Regions from separate parts of the Mus musculus genome. Here region 2 is linked to region 1. A link is a contact called in public promoter capture Hi-C data. All regions are on one chromosome and are shown on one strand. The core of a region is the stretch at or near the end of the contact, and the rest is flanking DNA. Distances in the headings are between cores, read along the strand shown. Region 1 holds the start of Abcf2 (ATP-binding cassette, sub-family F (GCN20), member 2). Region 2 holds the start of Gtf3c2 (general transcription factor IIIC, polypeptide 2, beta).

Region 1 (2,700 bases), core at 181-2,680:
CTAGTCTACAGAGTTCCAGGACAGCCAGGGTTACACAGAGAAACCCTTCTATCTCCAAACATCTGCCTCCCCCCCCAGAAAAGACAGCACCATATGGTAGAGCCTGTATACTCACCACCATAGGTAGGAAGAAAAACAGGAAATAGTACAAGTTGCCTTCCCTTTTATTGTCTACTGCAGCACCAACCAAGGTAGATCAAAAACTCCCATCTGTGTTTGCCACTTGAATTCAGTTTCCTTCATCAGTAACAAGTTTTAACTCTATGGGTGTGGGTGTCACCAAAAAGTTTCATGGCATATAAAGACATGTGTCTGTGGGTGCTTTACTCTGTTTAAAAAGATGGGGATGTGAGGACAGCCTGGCCTCAAACCTTCATCTTTTTACCTTAGCCTCCCAAATGCTGGAATTAAAGGCCTATGCATCTGCATCCAGATTCTGATCTTGGCTTCGAAAACCAGCTCAGGAAACTCACCCAACCTACCTCCATCTCCTGTGGTCTCTCTGCCATTGGCCTCCTCGATTTTCTCTTCTGCCACCTGAGGTTCTGTGACAGCATCTCCATTTTCTTCATGTCCCTTTCTGGGTCGCTGTCGGGCTTTGGCAGCCTCCTTCTTTTTGGCTGCCTTCTTCTTGGCCAGGTCGGAAGGCATGGTGATGAGCCACAGGGGTAGTTACAGTCCTTTCAGGAGTCTGAAGAAAAGCAAACAGATACTCCAAAATTCTAAACTTACAGGTAAGAATGTCTGAGTGCTATCCCATCCCTCCTTGGAATTTTCCTATCAAGCCTGTGGTGCCCAACTCTTGTCCCCGCCAACTTTGTCCGGGCTTCTCACACTCTCTCGACCGCTCCTCCAGCCTCATCTCCTCCCTTGGGGTTCGCGCGCCAATCCCCACCGCCGGCTTCACTCGGATGCGCTCTTCCCCCAGGGCCTTAGTGAGGGACCGCTCTGCCCCTCGTCTCCAGTTTCCGAACTTGGCGCTCGCGCACCTCTGCCAGCCGCCTCCTTTTCGGTTCTTCGCCAGGAGTTCGTCCCGGACCTCCCTTCCGTCCCTCTCATCCACCCCACCGACTGCGGCGCGGTTTCTCTCCCGGAACCACGAGTCCTCCCCAGCGGGTCCCTAAGGGTCTCTGCGCTCGCTGCCCCTAACCTCCCCCACACCCCGCTCGCCGGCGTCTCTGCCTGGGCCAGTTCTTTTCCCTTTCGGCCCTTTCCATTCCGACCCTGAGCTCCCTTCCGCTTCTCCTCCCGCTTCCTGCTCACGGGTCCACACTCTCCTCCCCTCCGGCGCCCCTTCCCCCTCAACTCACGGGGCCTCGCCGCTCGGCCTCTGTCGCAACAGAGCTGCTCCTTGAGCTCCTCCGCGTGCGGCCGGCTCCCCAACCAATCACGGCCCCGGGCGGCCCTTGGCGCGCTGCCGCGAGGGCTTCTGGAAAATGTAGTTCTCAAATCGTAAGAACTTAGGGCGGGACTCTCCTCCGGAACTACCACGATTCCCAGGTGTTGCGCCGTTCTAGTGACGGCATCAGAACGCGCGATGATTCTGGTTGGGGGAGGATTAGAGTCCAAGAGGCCCGTCCTACCAAGCCGGTTTGAAGAACTGAAAACTGCAAATCCCAGATTGCTCCTCGGAGAGGTGGGCTGGTCTCCCAAAGGATACCCCACCCCTAGCAGATAAATTTACCAGGCTGCTCTACTGGTTTAACCAGCAGGAAGTGCGACTAAGCTTCCCGGCCAGCGTCCTAAGAGTGCGAGACCAAACAATGAGAGAAGAGAGTTAGAAGGTGGAGGGGAAAGAAGAGCGAGTTGCTGCTGGGCAGGTGGCTCTGAAAGTGAGGTAACCCTTTGTAGACCACGCCAACAGAACTCTGTTCGAGAAAGGCATCCTCGTCTCATGGAACCGAAATTGAGAGCCTCGTCCATCGCTAACGAAACTTTTTGAAAGTGCCAGACGCTGTGCTGAACCTTGGTATCTTAGTCAAGAGTTTCTGGGTTCCACCAGAGCCATGCGAATGTGGTGGAAAAATCTAAAGTATAGGACCACTTTGCTGAGTTTAGCTCTATGGACACTTAGTTGTGACTTGTTTCATTTCCTTTGAGTCTCACTGTCTAAAATCTAAAGCAGACTTAGTGTTAGGAACATTATAAACTAGATCTGTAGCCTCATACACAAAACAACTCTACGACCCTTGCTTGCTACCTGTCCAGGGTCCTGTCCACTGGTGTGTCATCACTGATGACACAGAAGGAAGCAAACTTAGTGCCCCTGAGTGCATTCTCAGAAAGTGACCCCCTTTTCCTCTAAGGTCACCATGTTGCCAAGCTAAATAGAAATTAGGCGTGAAGATCATTGAGGGTGGACATCACAAGTAGCTTCAGAGCCTGCCCCCTGTGTCTTTGGCAGCACACTAATTTTAAGATGAAAACGGGCTAAAGAGATGGCTCAGCAGTTAAGAGCACTGACTGCTCTACTAGAGATCCTGAGTTCAATTCCCAGCAACCACATGGTGGCTCACAACCATCTGTAATGAGATCTGATGCCCTCTTCTGGTGTGTCTGAAGACAGCTACAGTGTACTCATACACATAGATAAATAAATGAAAGAAAAGGGAGGAAGGTAAAAGGAGGCTTTGTAACACACACACACACACACAGCTTTAAAAAAAAAAAAAAAGAAAAAAGAAAAGAAAAAGGAAATCC
Region 2 (2,700 bases), core at 12-2,511, 6.6 Mb after region 1:
TTAGATAATACTTCATCTTAAACACGGACTCACTTCACATACACTGTTTAATACACTGGTTCCCAAAGTATTCCTATCATGCAACTGGTGATTTATCAGATAATTTTACTGGTCCAAAAACAAACATATTATTTGTACAAAAACCTGCAACTCACGTTTTCAGTTGATACTGCTAGAAACTAAAGAGTGTAAATCTGAATAGAACAACTTAAAACTATTAGGAAAAATGGCACTGCAGTTGATAGCGGTAAGCGGTAAAAGGTAACGTAAGCAAAGGTTAATTTGAATTTATGTAACAATCAATGTACCTCCAAGGGCAAAAAGACCTGGTTATGTCCTAAACCTGCCCAGAAAAGTGAATTACCTCCTGTGGGGGTGAAGTCGCCATCTCTGTCTTGTCCAAAAGACGGCAAACTTGCCGCGGGATAAAAGGACCAGTATAAGGAAACATAACTGGCCCTTGGCTGCGCCAATGGGGTTGCAGCGCGCGGGGCACAACCCCCGGGGTTAGAGCCACTTGGAGGAAAAGGCTGAGACACAGTAAGAGGGAATGAGCACAAGAGGACTGACTGCAATCAGACAGAGACACCACCACCTGCCATTCCCCAATCCTGGCCGTGGGGGCAGCTTTCGAGCCCCAGGCGAGCCCTGATTTCCCTAAGCCTTAAGATAACTGCAGGTTCACCCAAGTCCGAAGGCCCAACGTAACGAGTTCAACGTAAGCAGTGCAGAAACCTGAGTCCAGTTTACCGCGCTACATACACCGAATTGGGGAAGAAGGTAAGACCGGCTGGCAGAGATGGGGGATGCTCAGTGGCCCCAGTGGGGACGGAGGAGAGAGCTCGACGGTTCTCGGGAGAAGCGCAAAGGCTAGGAGGCGCGCTGTCTTGCGCGGGAGTAAGACGGGAATCGGGAATCGGTTCCCATTGCCTTAGCGCTACGGCAAAAGAATGGGAGGAGTAATTTTGGGTCCCCCGCACACCCCGTTGCGGTACACTCACCCGCGCCAAAGTCCTTCCGGAAGTCCAAGTTCGAAGATGGCGCCGCCTGTCGGGTCGCGGTTTTATGACGAAATCTTGATCGGCTCTTCCTTGCCCCGCCCCCGAGACAAGGTAAACGCAAGCTTGGTCTGGAACGCGTTTCCTGCCGAGCTTTCTTTTAAACTCTGTGTTCCATAATGCAGCGCGGCGCGGCACTGAGCCCTCCGACGCCCGCGAGCTGGAGCGTGGCTTCCGCGGCCCTAGGACACTGCAGGGCCTTCTGGGAATTTCAGCGACCGGAAGGGGAGGTCGGCGCCTGCGCGGCACCGCAGCTCCACCAGCAGCCTTGTGGAAAAGCATTGAAGAGGAAAGTGTCGCGCTTCTGCTGTCGCCGAGCGTTCCGACCTGCCTTTCCACCCAGGTTGCTGGCTTTGTGGAGAAAAGAGCCTGACCACACCTGATTCTTAACTACAGTCCCGAGCTTCGACGGACTAGGAGACAATCCCTCGCCCCCAGAGATCTCCTGATTTTCTGCTGCCAGTGAATGAGCCAAGACAGGAAGAAAATAAAGAGGAGGGCTTGGAAAGAGGCCAAGGGAAGAAAAGAGCGGGGGGAGCCTAGCCTGGGTGGGTAGGCTGCGCTTTTAAAGAGAGCATCAACCCAGGCCTCACGCCACTCCCTCACTGGGAAGTGGCCTCCGAGCAACAAGGTTTTCAGCCTTTTAAAACCATGTAGCTTTCACAGATCTGCCTTTACCCAGGAGGAGGGCGAATTAAAATGAACCGGAAGAGGTGAAATATGGCAGCTTTCCCCTTTCTAAATAGTCTTGTTCAATTATTCCCTTGGTTAAATCTTTACAAAGAGTAATGGTGCACGCTTATAATCCCAGCACTCCGGAGATGGAGTCAGGAGGATTAGCAGTTCAACGTGATCCATGACTACTTGGAAATTGGAAATCAGCCTGTACTATATTAGACCATGTCTCAGAAAAATGAGAAAGGGAGAAAACAATGGGGCACGTCAACTCCCAGACTAGGTACTCAAGGCTGAAGCAGGAAGATCTCTTGAGCTCAGGAATTCAGGTTCTACCAGGGTAATCCTGTATCCTACCAATTAAAAAAGGAAAAAGGGATTTAGCCAAAATCTGAAAGGAAAGAAAGAGAACACCCAGTTCTCCGACATCCTCTTATGCTCAAATGACAGCATTTTGAATGGCTGTCTTCCTCTTTTAGATAATAGCTCCTAAACATTTTATAGGGAGTAACAGATTTAGTGCTTTGATGAACAACATCTCTTAAAATCCTGCCTCTGGTTAAGTTCTCTTTGGTTTTATCACACAAAAAAATTTTTTTAAAATAACTTTGATTTTGGAAAAAGATTCTCAAAGTTTAAGATACAACAAGTGAAAGCTCTTTTCTTTCTTTTTTAAGATTTATTATTATATCTAAGTACACTGTAGCTGACTTCAGACTCACCAGAATCATTACGGATGGTTGTGAGCCACCACGTGGTTGCTGGGAATTGATCTCAGGACCTTCAGAAGAGCAGTCAGTGCTCTTAAATGCTGAGCCATCTCTCCAGCCTGAAGGCTCTTTTTTAAGCTTAACTAACCCTGCACGCAGTTGATCTGTTTCTCATTGTTGGTCCAGCGTATGTATTTATACTGAAATTCCCTTTTATGGAATACCATAGTTGGTCTGGAGCGCATCACGGCTCCGCA

What was found. Promoter capture Hi-C pulls out the DNA fragments that hold promoters and counts their contacts.
Region 2: a promoter capture Hi-C map of liver shows a contact between it and region 1, with 2.6 times the contacts expected there. The contact joins the promoter of Gtf3c2 here to the promoter of Abcf2 in region 1. A contact is called at or near these places in 1 of 39 promoter capture datasets (liver) and 1 of 484 Hi-C or Micro-C datasets (CD4 T cells).

Annotation. Positions count from the first base shown.
Region 1 is chr5:24,576,037-24,578,736 of GRCm38.p6, forward strand. Abcf2 (ATP-binding cassette, sub-family F (GCN20), member 2) reads right to left here and starts at 1,431. Exons shown (of 14, transcript NM_013853.2): 1 at 1,311-1,431; 2 at 483-691. The coding sequence starts at 651.
Region 2 is chr5:31,178,883-31,181,582 of GRCm38.p6, forward strand. Gtf3c2 (general transcription factor IIIC, polypeptide 2, beta) reads right to left here and starts at 1,262. Exons shown (of 19, transcript NM_027901.2): 1 at 1,002-1,262.